2 separate regions of the Capra hircus genome follow, and region 2 is linked to region 1. The links are chromatin contacts, called in public Hi-C maps. All regions are on one chromosome and are shown on one strand. Each heading gives the region's core, a stretch centred on a gene start, on an enhancer-like site or on the middle of the called end of the contact. The rest is flanking DNA. Distances are from core to core; before and after follow the strand shown.

The links. A called contact is a pair of places that touch in the nucleus more often than the background predicts.
Region 2: a contact with region 1 is called in a Hi-C map of blood, with 9 times the contacts expected there. The contact joins the promoter of CCDC88C here to the enhancer-like site in region 1. A contact is called at or near these places in 3 of 5 Hi-C or Micro-C datasets (all in blood).

The regions. Positions count from the first base shown.
Region 1 is chr21:55,578,605-55,585,836 of ARS1.2, forward strand. CCDC88C (protein Daple) reads right to left here. Exons shown (of 29, transcript XM_018066131.1): 11 at 3,651-3,797; 12 at 2,857-3,001. Among named protein-coding and RNA genes, the nearest start is that of GPR68, 55 kb to the left of the region's middle. Within about 2 kb of position 2,232, at least 3 of the 5 cell types and tissues checked have an H3K27ac peak or open chromatin away from gene starts, as enhancers often do.
Region 2 is chr21:55,672,824-55,679,722 of ARS1.2, forward strand. It overlaps CCDC88C (protein Daple), which reads right to left and starts at 3,269. Exons shown (of 29, transcript XM_018066131.1): 1 at 3,048-3,269; 2 at 2,174-2,274. The coding sequence starts at 3,107.

The DNA.
Region 1 (7,232 bases), core at 982-3,481:
CCCACCAAGAACAGCAGTTCAGAACCCGCCAGCCTGAACGTCCTCAAGACCCCAAGCAACAACAGGCAGCACAGCAGGGGAGGTGGACAAAGGTCCGCAGCCCAGGTCCAGCGCTGACACACAGAAGCACATGCGCTCGCCACACACGAAACTATGCTACAAATAAAACAAACCTCAACTGAAACTCCACTAATTCAGAGCCTGTGATCATTTGGATGGTACTATGGCATTTGTGGAAAATGAACATTTTTCTATTGGGGTAAAACATTATAACATAAAATTCACCATTTTAAAGTGCACAGCTCTGTAGCATTAGATGCATTCCCAGTGATGTGCAACCATCTTTACTATCCCCCTCCACACCTTTTCATCATCCCAGACTGAAACTCTGTACCCATGGGGAATAATTCCTAAGGGTCTACGAGTTCAACAACACAGCTGACCACAAGCCTCCTCTCCTCTTCCATAAAAGCCAGTGCTTCACAGACGGTGATGATGACACAACAGTTCATTACTGAGTGCTATGCTCATTAGCACCCAAGCAGAGTAATGGCATCTATTTTAGTAAGACAGTGGCTGTAAGAACAGCATCCTTTACTGTGCCCGTGGGCCAGGCATGGCATCGAGCTTCACCACCGCCTCCTGTGAGGCAGCTTCGTTATCCCCACTTTGCAGATAAGGAAAGTGAGTTCTAAAAGAGGTCACCTAGCTAACAAGCGGAGGAGCCAGGACTTTAAGTCAGGTCTTTCTTGACTCAAAAAGCCACCAAACCACACATGAAAAAGTGCATTCAGGCTCTACTTGCATTATGTCTTCATTCAACCTAATGTTCAATAGCTCCTAGCTAAGGACTGGAAGAAACACAAGCTGGAATCAAGATTGCCGGGAGAAATATCAATCACCTCAGATATGCAGATGACACCACCCTTATGGCAGAAAGTGAAGAGGAACTAAAAAGCCTCTTGATGAAAGTGAAAGAGGAGAGTGAAAAAGTTGGCTTAAAGCTCAACATTCAGAAACTAAGATCATGGCATCTGGTCCCATCACTTCATGGCAAATAGATGGGGAGACAGTGGAAACAGTGTCAGACTTTATTTTTTTGGTCTCCAAAATCACTGCAGATGGTGATTACAGCCATGAAATTAAAAGACGCTTACTCCTTGGAAGAAAAGTTATGACCAACCTAGACAGCATATTCAAAAGCAGAGACATTGTTTTGCCGACTAAGGTCCATCTAGTCAAGGCTATGGTTTTTCCAGTAGTCATGTATGGATGTGAGAGTTGGACTGTGAAGAAGGCTGAGCGCCGAAGAATTGATGCTTTTGAACTGTGGTGTTGGAGAAGACTCTTGAGAGTCCCTTGGACTGCAAGGAGATCCAACCAGTCCATTCTAAAGGCGATCAGCCCTGGGATTTCTTTGGAAGGAATGATGCTAAAGCTGAAACTCCAGTACTTTGGGACCTCATGCAAAGAGTTAACTCATTGGAAAAGACTGATGCTGGGAGGAATTGGGGGCAGGAGGAGAAGGAGACAACAGAGGATGAGATGGCTGGATGGCATCACTGACTCGATGGACGTGAGTCTGAGTGAACTCCGGGAGATGGTGATGGACAGGGAGGCCTGGCACACTGCGATTCATGGGGTCGCAGAGTCGGACACGACTGAGTGACTGAACTGAACTGAACTGAACTGAAGCACTAGGAGTTGGGGACATTGAGAATAAATCACGCTCACTGATCTGAAAGGGCTCATACACTATACTGAGTAGTCTGAAAGAGCAAGGATTTCCAACCCCCATAGGCCACCCTGGTCTCTTACAGAAATACTCTCTCATTAGGTCTGGAACTGTCCCCGGCAGCCTGCACCACCTCTCTGCTCCACCAGGGGGCAGTGGTCCTCCCCAATGGACCTACTCTTCCCCGCAGGGCCAGGAATCAAAGAGATCCCGTCCTCAGACCCCAGCACAGGGTACAGGCCCCAAAGCACAGATAAAACTAACTCCCCTCACCGGCTGGTAGTTTAACAAACTGATGTTTGGTTTGGTACTGATGGGACACCCCTCGAAGAGAAGATGTTTTCCAGCTTTGTTCAACAAATTTTCTATTGTTTGGGGGATGCTTGTGGGAATTGAAAAAAGTGACTCCCAGCCCAGCCGAAAGCCCTGCCTCGTTCTGCGCAGCTCTAAGTAAACAATAACTGGCTCCATCACAGGCACGTGTGCTATTTCTGAACACAGGAACTGGCTTATTGTTTGCTGCGCACTGAAGCTTCCTGCTGCAGCGCGGACCGCTGCCCCACCCACCCTTCCCTGGCCGAGGCGCCCCGTCTGTCTCCAGCAGGGGCAGCGGTGCAAGCCAGAAGAGGCCTGGGTCCTGGGAGAAGCGGCCACTTAGCAGCCCCCGCCTGGGGAGACAGAGAACAGACTGCATCCGTCTTGCCCAATTATGCAAATGAACAAGAAAATAATGCCCAGGCTACACTCATAGCGGGGATGAGTGACCGCTGGGGATGTCTCCTGCCATGCAGGGCTTTCAACCGTCCACAGACAGGGCTCTGATGCCCTCTGGGTGTCAGCGCGAGCTAACCTGCAAGCTCCTGGGACTGTCCATATGGGAACTGGGAAAGCTGGCAACACTTAATTTGTGTTTCATGTCCTGACATCAAGGCTGCCAGACCCCTCCTGCTCTCCTTGGGGAGAAGGGTAATGAAACAGTTCCAAATGGCACTTGAAGGAAATCCTATTTACTCGGGGTGAATGGATGGCCTGACACGGAAGATTTAGAGCCCAGGGCTCGGCTCCCTGGATGAGGAAGCGGCCGCGGGCTGGGCGGCTCCTGGGCACCGGGCGCCCCCTACCGTCTGACAGGTCTGCGTTCTTGGACAGCTGCTCCAGCTCCCAGCCGAGGTGGGCCGACTCATTCATGCTCTGCTTCTGAGCAATCTCCAGGACCATGTTCTCCTCCAGCAGCTCCTCTATTCGCTTCTTATCCGTGTCCCGGTCCTAGTACGGGAAGAAAGACGGAGTGAGAATGTGGCTGGGGGACCCCTCTGGACAGGCCCTGGCCCCCGTGTATCCACCCCCACCCCCATTCCTGAAGGATGGAAGGCCTTCTAGGCACCTGCTCGCTTCCCCGAAGAGAAATGAGTCTAGCCCAGGGCCCAGCTGGGAGTTACGGCCACTGAAAGATACACTGGCTGGCAACGGAGGGTGATGGGAGCGCCCAGGTCTCTAACTGAATGCTGTCTGAACAAAGTGACTTATAACCCAGGGCTTTAGAGCAAGAACCCTGGTGACAGGTGGCTTCGTGGCTCTAGGGCACCTAATATGCCCCGAGAAGCCTGGAAAGGAACTCAGGGATCTCAGCTCAGACCTCACCATAAAAGCCAGCAGAGGCTCTTGCAAAAGACACACCCATGAGCTCATCCATACATGAGCAGTCCAGCATGGTAGTCCCATTCTGTCCATCTGTGGGCGCCCAGTGGGGCCCACCCCGGCCGCCGAGCTGAGCGAGCTACTCTCCGCAGTCAGCATGTCACCGTGTCGGCAGTGGCGCCAAAACCGTGACGGAAAAAATCAGAGAAGGACATGGCACAACCTGAAACCACCCCAATCTGTTTAGATAGGTCTGTGTGGCAGCAGCCTGCAATACCAATTCCAGGTCGTGAAGCTTCGATTTCAGCTGCAGGTTCTCTTTCTCCAGCTCATGAACTTTATCGCCCCGGGCCCGAGCAGCCGTCAGCTGTTCCTCCAGCATGGCCTTGGTTTCAATTAAAATGATATTATCTTCTCTCAGCTCCTGAGCAGCAAAAACATACATGAGAATCATCAGATAAAGGCACCTGCTTCGTGATGACAGCTCGTCCAGGTCTCTGGACCAAAACAAACAATCCAGGGAAAAGGTTGCTGCCTTGAGAGAGTTCTGTCCCCACTTTTGAGCATCGCCACCTTTTTCATCAGGTCAGGCCACATGGACTTTCTCAACTGAAAGAAAATATCCATGAATTATCTGACATGTGCACACACTGTTGCTGTTGCTTAGTCACTAAGTTGTATCCGATTCTTTTTCGACCTCATGGACTGTAGCCCGCCACACTCCTCTGGCCAAGGGATTCTCCAGGCAAGAACACTGGAGTGGGTTGCTGTTTCTGTCTCCAGGGGATCTTCCCAACCCAGGGATCGAACCAGTGCAGGATCGAACCCAGATCTTCTGCTTGGCAGGTGGATTCTTTGCTGCTGAACCACCAGGGAAGCCCAATATACACACTACCCAGTGTAAAACAGGGAGCTAGTGGGAAGTTGCTATATAGCAGGGAGCTCGGCTTGGTGCTCTATGATTACCCAGAGGGGTGGGATGTGCAGGTGGGAGGGAGGTCCAAGAGGGAGGGGACATATGTATACTTAATAGCTGATTCACTTTGTGGTTCAGCAGAAACTAACACAACACTGTAAAGCAATTATACTCCAGTTTAAAAAAATAATAACAAATGAAATCAATCCAGGAAGGTAACACTTTCTTTGCTGGCCACGGTGCACAGGTATATGACATCTATAACCTCACCTGGCTGGACAAGTGGACTCCACTGACAGCTCCGGGACCTTGCTGAGCCTCCATTTCCTTTACAAGGAAGGGTGGGGCTAAGAGTCTGTCCCAGTTCAAGGGCTAAGTCTAATCCTCTCAGCTCAACATTCATTCCATTGATCAGGATGTTGGGGAAGCTGTTCTTTCGTTCAATCAACAGCTTGTATGTAAGCATTTTACACATATTCTCTTGGAAAAACAACTGTTCTCAGCCGTTTCCTGGAAATGGGGAGTCTTTAAGATAGTGAAGTCACAAACAAACGTGAAACTCACAAATAAGTTCCGGGCACACACTGGGTGTGGAATACTATGGCTGCCCCCTTGCAGGGTAGTCCGTCATGCAGCCCAGCACCACTCAGCATCTCGGGGGGACCAAGAGCCCCCTGAATGCTTTCATCTCACAAACATGCACACAGGGGATGTTTCTCCCGGTGGGCAGTGTTCTAAGGCCCCACGTGTGGATTCTAACCATTGAGAGCTGGGCTGGGAGCTGTGTTACCCACTGCATGTCCACTCGCCTTGCACGGGCCAGAATCCAAGATTCCTGGTAGAGGGGAAACTGCAAGCCTTCTGGTCAGCGGACACGGTTCTGATCAAAGCCTGACAGCCATAAAAGGTATAATTATCAAAACTCTAAATTCCCCTGGGCACTCTCTCTGCTGGAGATGACATCCACCGTGCGGTCGGCCCTGCATCAGGGGCTCCCTGCCCCCGCCCCACTCACTATTCATCACAGTCAGGAGGGGGAGGAGAAAGAGGCCGATTTGGGTAAATTAAGGAATAAATTCCAAATCACAAAGCCAGCAAAGGGTGAAACTAGGATTCGAACATGGGCCAGAGAGCTCAGACTGCCTGCAACCCATCCTCAAGGGGCTCATGTGGGTAAGAAACTCAGACTACCAAAAAAAATGTGAAGTACAGCAAAAGAGGGATTTCAAGCAGGAAGAAGACCTGGTCCTCCTCTCTGACCACTGCCTCCACTATTCTCACCTGTATTCCAATAGGGTCTGCCCACGAGCACTCCCAGCCCTGAGTTCCAAAACACAGGCCATCCCTTCATCCTCACAACGAACTCCTATTCCACCCCCAAAGCCCAGCCTGAGTCGCCCCTTCTGAGAAGTGCTTGCAGATTCCCACTGTTCCACTGGTTGAGTCAGCTACCTGGGCTCCCAGAGCGCCCTGGGTACACTGTGCGACAACGGTGTGCTGGCCTGTCCTCCTTCTCCAGACTGCGCACTCCTCAGGGCAGGCCTATTCCACTTCTGCTCTTGTGGGCCCCACAGGAGTATTCAGCAAACACCTGTCAGCTGAATCATGTCACGCGGGGGGGGATCACAGGTGGCATTCCAGTTGGCCTTGATTTCTGACAGGCAGGGATAAACAAGGGCGACCAGGGGAGCAGAATACAGTACAGGATAACTTCTAACTATTACTCAAAAATGTCTCAATTTCCCGGTGGTAACCACTCAACCATACATTAGACGACAGAAATAACGAGCCTTGCGCACGTCCTAGCCTCAGAAGTGAGACGCCTGCAGGAAGCTAAGTCCACACTCACACAGCCCAGGGCTCGGCCCCCAGGCAGATGCTCGCCTCCCCACCTCTGGGGCAGCTGTCAAGGCCAGCCCGCTCCTGAGGACAGGACCCCAAGTGAAGCAGGCGGCCTGACCCGGCCCGGCACACAGCTGAGGGGCCAGGTTTAGGAAGCCACAGTCCAGGCCTGGGGTCGGGCCCCACGTGGCTCGAGAGCTGCCCCTGCCCGTCTGTGAGGTGACCAGCAACGTGGGCTGACGGCTCAGGTCCCTGGGCCGCCACGCGTCCTGCCAGCCATGGGGCCAGGAGCAGACTCCTTTCTCTCACCGCGGATCCCGCCTTCCTCTGCTGGACATGAGACAGGGCTGAGGTGGGGGTCAGCTAGGATAAGGCATGCGAAATGGTCTGTGCATGGTGTCTGGGGCCCAGTAAGCAGGCCAGCTGCTGATTACTGTCTCTTTATGCCCCCATGAAGTGCTGTTCAGGCTGGCACTCAGTGAACATCACCCAGCATCAAGCTAACAGTTGTTTCAGAGATGCCTTATGTCCCCACTCCCAAAAAGCACCAGAATCCAGAAGGAGGGGTAAAAACCAAAGCAACCACGAGCTTCTGCCCACTGCCCTCAGGACCACCCAATGGATCCCTAAGCACCCAACGGATCCCTAAGGTGTCCAGAGCAATGGAAAGCCAGCCCCGAGGGGTCCTCAGGGGAGGGAGCCCCGGGTTACCCTACTTGGGGCAAGCAGAGGCCTCCCACTCAGCAAGGACCACCCCTCGATAATCTCTGCCCACCCATCTCATTCCATTGGAGGCCCTGAGGCTTCACCGAGGACCTGCCTGCTTTTAAACTTTGCCCGACTCAGGAGCGTGGTGGGCTGAATCATAAAGCAAGCATCGGGTCTGTCCTGCGCTAACTTCTCCAGGCACCAAACCGTTAACACAACTCCCTGAAGTCATTAGGAAACAGAGTCCTGATGGGAACAAAGGGTCTGCCCTCATAACGTGATCTTAGTCCCCTGCATGGGGACAAGGCTTGCTCAACACCCAGCAAGCTGATGTGGCAGCTGCTCCAGCTGTGCACTATGTCTCCGCCTCTCAAGCTTCTGTTCATTTCAGTC
Region 2 (6,899 bases), core at 2,019-4,518, 95 kb after region 1:
GCTTGCATGAGACGTAGGGTTTGAACAAGCAGGTTACACAGGCTTTTGACACTAGGGCTAAAACTTTCTTTTTAAATTGAGGTCCTTTTTACCCAGGGTGAAACGCATGTATCTTAAGTTACAGCTTGATGAGTTTTGAAAACTGAAATATACCCCAGTCAATACATGGACCATTTCTACCACCCTTAGAAGTTCCCCTGTGGACCTCCCTGGTGGTCCAGTGGCTAAGACTCCATGCTCCCAATGCAGGGGGCTCGGGTTCGACCCCGGGGTCAGGGAACTAGATCTCACATGCCACAACCAAGACCTGGACAAGCCAGCCAAATAAATAAATAAATATTAAAGAAAAGAAGTCCCCTTGTGCCCCCTTTCCGATCAACCCCTACCTACTTCCAAGAGCAGACAATGCTGATTTGTCGCCTGGAGCAGGGTTATTTCGATCACCCACTCAGTAAACCGCATGCAAGTGGCACCTCTCCCTCCTTATGTCCTTCTAGAAAGCCACCCAGCTTCCCCACTGCTCTCTTTCTTGGTGCCTAACTCTGGCCAGAGGACCCAGAACCATTGCTTGAGGCCCGAGAGGCTGCAAACATACCAGTTCTCACTTGCAGGACCATTACTGTGGCATCACAGGGGAGAAAGGAACACTGAAAATTGTCAAGGGGAAGGGAGAAGCCCTTCAAACTGCATTTAGCTTCGGGGCCAAGTGTGAACAAGTGATGAGCTGGCATTTCTCAAAGGAATGGTCCAACAGGCTTTCCTGATTTACAAGCAAGTGGTAAACGCTTCAGGAATTCCAAAGGTCAGGGAAGAAAGAGAAACAGTCCCAGGGCTTTTGTTCTCCACCTCGCCTGGGTGTAAAACCCTGATGAAAAAGCCAGGGATACTGCTGGTTTTTTTAATTAAACAGGACAGGTTGAAATTTCACTGGTTGTTGCACCAATTGGAATCCAGCAATTTTGGGGGGTCTAACAGGATGAGGAGGGGAAATACATGCCAGAACTTGAATATGCCATGAGACAACCCCAGGAAAACTCCTTCTTGTGAACCAAGAAGTACTGCCAAGCTGACAAGAGAGTAGTCATTTTAGAATCTAATCAAACTCAAAACAGGTAACATTGGTAGCGTCTTAAAAAACATTAAGACTGAGATGTCTCTGCCACAGCATGACATCAAGTAACTTATTCCACAGGAGCAATGACCTCAGGAAATTGTTTAAAATAGATCTCTGTAGGTAGATCTATTTAAACCTCTTTCGGAATATACCAAAGCTGACTGCTCCTCCTCCCACAGGGGCCACAAATGCAGCTGATTCTCATCAGCTAATAAGTTTCTGGCTCAAGATGACAACTTGCTTAGTTGCAGGTGAGTAGGTGAGCACAGGGGCCTGATCCACAGAGAACATTTGCTCCAAGTGCCTGTGAATCATACAGACACTCAGTTCCAATATGTTCCCTGCACTTTCTGAGTTAAAAACAGAACGCAGTGGCAGGAGCCAACACCTACTTGCGGCAGGCTGTCAATCAGACAGGCGCGGCAGAATGCAGCAACAGGAAAGGATGCGGTCAAACGTGCTAGCAGGTGTAACCTCCACCAAAACTCCGTTTAAACCCACGCCTCAAGACAAACAGCACCAAAGCATCCTGGCTCTCCAGGCCCCTCCCAAACACAGTGACTTTTCAATCCAGTTTATAAGAAGGAACCTTAACCAATTGCACTTGCTCTGGGGCAACTGGAAACACAAGATGAAAGGGAGGCAGAAACACAGGCGTCCTGACCTCGAATGAAACTTTATAGTCACTCATGGATGCTCTGGTCCCACCCGACACTTCCTGTAACCAGACACTCTCCGTTACAGCTCCTTGCCCCCCAAAAGAAAGGTTTTTCTTTTTTTTTTCCTTGTCATTGTCAAACAACACTTAAGTCCCTAAGTTCCAAGTCAATTGCAACATGTGGATGACAGTCACTCAATTTCAAATTCCTTTCACCAAACATCTGACCAAACCACTGTCCTGGAGTTCTTCACACCCAACAAACCAGGAAGACACCATTAATACCGAAATACCAGTGGGCCCACATGCAGAGAACACTGCAACTTCACATTCCATTTCTACAACCGGATATTCGACTTTCCGAGGCATCATTCCTTCCTTCCTCCCGGAAGGTAACTCACATTTGCAACATGATTTGGTTCAGAAAGATGCCATCCGCTAAATCCATGTACATGGTCAGGTTGTCCTGGTTGCCGCTTCCGAATGGGCCAAAAGTTTTCACCTGCGGGGAGGGGAACGCGGAGAGTAAGGCAGTAAAAGTCACCCCCACGCGCTCAGTCTAAAGCTCTCCAGGCGGGCAGAGCCCCTGGGGGCAGAAGGGAGTCACCCACGGCCACCCACCCTTCCACAGCACGCTTCTCCCGGGCCTCGATCCCCCTCCCCGTGCCAGGCAACAGAAGAGAGACAGCAGAAAGAAAACTTCCTCGCCACTTTTTTGCGGCGTCTCAGAGTGGAAAGAAAATAAAATAAAGGGTACTTCTCAATAAATTTCTCACGTCTCAGATCTATTGGAAATCACAGCGCCCACCCTAGCCGTAAACGTTCTTACTCGAAACCCCCTAATCTCCACTGCTCTCCACCCGCTGGCCTCAGGGGTTCAGAAACTACACGAGGATATCTTAAGGGAGTGGGTCCTTTTTCCAAGCGGTCAAGCCATGCGCCCAGGGTGACCACTAGGACCCTGTCGCTCCAGGGCCGCCGGCCCAACGCCCTGGCGGGAACAGGTGTACCCACTCAGCACCCCCGCCCGGCCGAGAGCGAGGCGGGGTCCTGCACCCGGCGCGCCGTCTCCAGAGTTGGAAATAACCCCAGACCCCGGGACACCGACCCCGACCCTGGCTGGGGGTGGGGGGTGGGGGACGGAGGGCACTTGATGAGTCCTCTGGGTCTAGGGGCTACCCGGGGCCCCGGCTGGGTCGGGTTTAACTGCGATCGCCAGCGGGCGGGAGAGGAGCCGGTGCCCCAACAATGGGGCGGGGAGCCAGGCACACTCACCCAGGTCACCAGCGGGCTCTGCAGGAAGAGCTCCATGAGCTCCGAGACCGTCACGTCCATGCTGAGGCTGCGCCCGCCGGCTCCGCGCCCCGCGTCCCCGTCCCCCGCGCCGAGGCACAAAGCGGCTCTGGCAGCGACCGGCGGGCGCGGGGCTGCGGCGGCTCGCGCCCGGGAGACAAAGGCGGGGCGCGAGCCCACGTTCCGCGGCTTCGGCGGCCCCGCGCCCCGCCCGGGGCTGGGGGAAGGGGAGGGCCCGCCGCTCGGGGAGGAACAATGCGGGCGGCGGCCCCGCCCCTTGGCGGCCCTGGGGGATCGGCGCGCCGCCTCGCGGTGCTGGAGCCGGGAGTCCCGGCGCGGGCGCGGCGGCGCGGGGGCGCCGGGAGGGGGCAGCGGTCCGCACGTATGCAGGGGGAGGGGGCGTCCCGGCCGCCCGCACGTGGGGCTGCAGCCGCGCGCAGATGCAGAGAGCGCTGCCTCGGCGGGCTTGGGGCCCCAACACGTGGCTCCTCGCTGCGCGCGTGCGTCGGCCACCAGCCCGGGAGCCCGTTGCGGGCCCGAGAGCAAGAGAGCTTGGGTCCCGGCCTCTGCCTCCCCGGGTGCGCGTGTGGGAGACCGAAGGAGAGCGGAGCGCGCTGCCCACCCAGGTCGATTCGGGCACACCGCACGCTGGAGGCCCAGCGGAGCCCACCACCGCCAGGCTGGCGGCCCCCAAGCAGGTGCAGCCCATCGACCGCGCGGAGCCTCCCAGGTGCCGCCGAGGCCCCGCTCGGCTCCGTGACGACAGGCCCAAGCCCGCCAGCCTCAGGTGCTGGGATCGGCCTCGTGGGCAGGTGGGGCGCAGGCCCGGAAGTCAGAGGAGGAAAGTTGGTGCTGAGTTTAAGCCGTAGGAGCGCGACCTCTTGCGCCCCACCTTACCACCTCCCAGGCTGCTAGCCTTTTAGAAGTTCCCGCAGAAAAACAGGTGTTGTGGCCGCCCCGACCTGGACCCGGCCCAACTGGAACACCCCCTCCCTCCAACCCCAACACCACCGCCGCTTTGCCAAGAGTGAAGCCAGATTCCGGATTCCTACTTGGAGGACGTAGCGGCAGCTTGGTGGTAGGCGACAGGAAAGAGGACAAGTGCCCCAACTGGATGGAAAGCCAGCCCTGGGCCCAGACCCACAACCTCCCTGCTGAGACAGCTGCGGTGGATCGGGCGGTCTCTACCTCACCTTGGGCCGGTAATAATTTCACACTACGATTCAGTCATTGTTCAAAACATTTTACACAGTTAAACTAGTCGAATCCTCAAGAGTTTCCCAGGTGAGCCCACCGATGCTGTATTGGCCTGAAAGCGCCTAGCATAATTGGTGGCAAGTATACAGTAGGCGCTAAATGGCTGCTGGTTTGCATGTGAAAGTTGACTCTGTCAAGCGTTGGGGCTGCGGCATCTGCCGGTGAAATGTGGAATTGCAGCCGAGTTCCGTGGTACTTGAGCGGGTGAGGGGGTGAGATTGTGGCCCTGCCAGGCTCCTCTGTCCATGGAAATTCCCAAGAATACTGGAGTTGGTTGCATGTTTCCTCCTCCAGGAGGAAATCTTTCTGGGTCTTTCTGGGTCTCCTGCTTTGGCAGGCAGATATTTTACCACTGAGCCACCCGGGAAGTCAGCCAAGTCGACTGCTGGTGCTGCTGCTAAGTCACTTCAGTCGTGTCCGACTCTGAGCGACCCCATAGACGGCAGCCCACCAGGCTTCCCCATCGCTGGGATGGCTCCAGGCAAGAACACTAGAGTGGGTTGCCATTTCCTTCTCCAATGCAAGGCATCCCTAAAAAGAAGTGCCGAATTCAGGATGATGGAAGGGAAAATGGGAGACTGAGAAGAACTAAAATTTCGAGCTTATGTGGTTTCTTTGTGCACCAGAAATTCAATAATTCCTAATTGCCTATATCATGAAATCAGTTGGAAAATATATAAAATATGTATTTATGCCTACCTCTGTTTAAAAGGCCCCTGTTCTGTGCGGCTGGGATTTTTTTTTTTTTTTCATATTGATCCCAGCTATTCTGGAAAGACAAGGAGGCGATCTTTAAAATTATTAGATAAGCATAATCTTTCACACTAGGAAATACATTGGACAAATGCTTTTCTGACAGTTGTCGCTGAGGACACTGACACCTCCTGGGCCACAAATATGTCAGGAATTTCTGTTTGGGGGTCAGTTAGCTGCTGTGTTGGTTCATTGTCATTGATGTATCCGCAGTTCATTGGCTCAACCCCATTTTATTCCGTTGGGAGCGAGCTGACTGAGCATCCTTGTTTCCTGGGGGTGCAGGGTGTCAGGTAAACTGGATGGTGCCCAGGTTGCAGGAGTGGAAGGCTTCACAGGGTTGGATGAGCTGGACAAGTCACTTCTAGAAACCCTCTCACTCCGTAAGATCAGAGTAAGGAGTTTCCTGGGTGACTTTACAGGGTAATTTTGAAGTTCAGGTGATGGGGTGTAAAAAGGTCTATAAAGGAATCTTCCTCACTGTCTCCTCCTCATCTGTTGCCACTCCCCCCCGCCACCCCCATCTGCCATTATTTTAATAAGAATTGTTTCCCCTATGTCTCCATCGAGTTGGCCATAAACTTCAGGAAGCAAATACACAAACCGTCTATTAACCACTAAGCAGTAACCCTCCGTCCCCTGTCCATCCAGACCAACCCTTGGGTTTCACTCTTATCTGAAACTTAACTGCTGCTGCTGTTAAGTTGCTTCAGTCGCATCCGACTCTGTGCGACCCCACAGATGGCAGCCCACCAGGATCCCCCGTCCCTGGCATTCTCCAGGCAACAACGCTGGAGTGGGTTGCCATTTCCATCTCCAATGCATGAAAGTGAAGTTGCTCAGTCGTGTCTGATTCTTAGCGACCCCAGGGACTGCAGCCCACCAGGCTCCTCCGTCCATGGGATTTTCCAGGCAAGAGTACTGGAGTGGTTTGCCATTGCCTTTTCCAGAGACTTAACTATTTATTTACAATTTTTTTCTTGTTGATTTCTGCATGAAAAGTAATTGCTTTGTGCATTGCTTCCTAGACAGAAGCAGTACTTTAATTATGTTGTTCATTCTGATAAAGAAATTTCTCCGTTTCTCAGAAAATGCTGGCTCAGCTGTGTAATCTAATGGCATCTCTGTAATTTGATAGGAGTTTTAAATAATTCATACAACTTTAAGGAGGGGGGAGTGGCTATTTGTTAATGTCTTTGTAATTAACTTGTTATAAGGAGCATGTATTAATTTCATAATTAAATGTTTGTGTTAAAATACACATCACATAAAATTTACCATCTTAACATTTTTAAGTGTACAGTTCAATAGCATTAAGTACACTCACTTCGTTGTGCAGTCCTTGACACCATCCATCCCCGTAACTCTTTTCATCTTGTAAACCTGACAATACCTATAACTTTCCATTCTTCCCTGCTCTGGCCTCTGGCAAGCCTAATTCTATTTTCTGTCTTTATTATTTTGACTACTCTAAGTGGAATCATACAGTATTTGTCTTTTTGTAACTGGATTATTTCACTCAGTATCATGTCCTTAAGATTCACAGAATACCTTTCCTTTTTTAAAGCTGAATAATACTCGTGTGTGTGTGTGTGTGTGTGTGTGTGTGTTGAATTTTGCTTATCCATTCATCAGTGGATGGACTTTTGTGTTGCTTCCATGTTTTCGCTATTATGAATAATGCTACTGTGAATATGGGTGTACAGGTATCTCTGTAAGACCCTGCTTCTGATTCTTTTGGATACATAGCCGCAAGTGGGATTGCTTCATCATTTGCTTAATCTTTATTTTCTTGGAACCTCCGTACTATTTTGCATAGTGGCT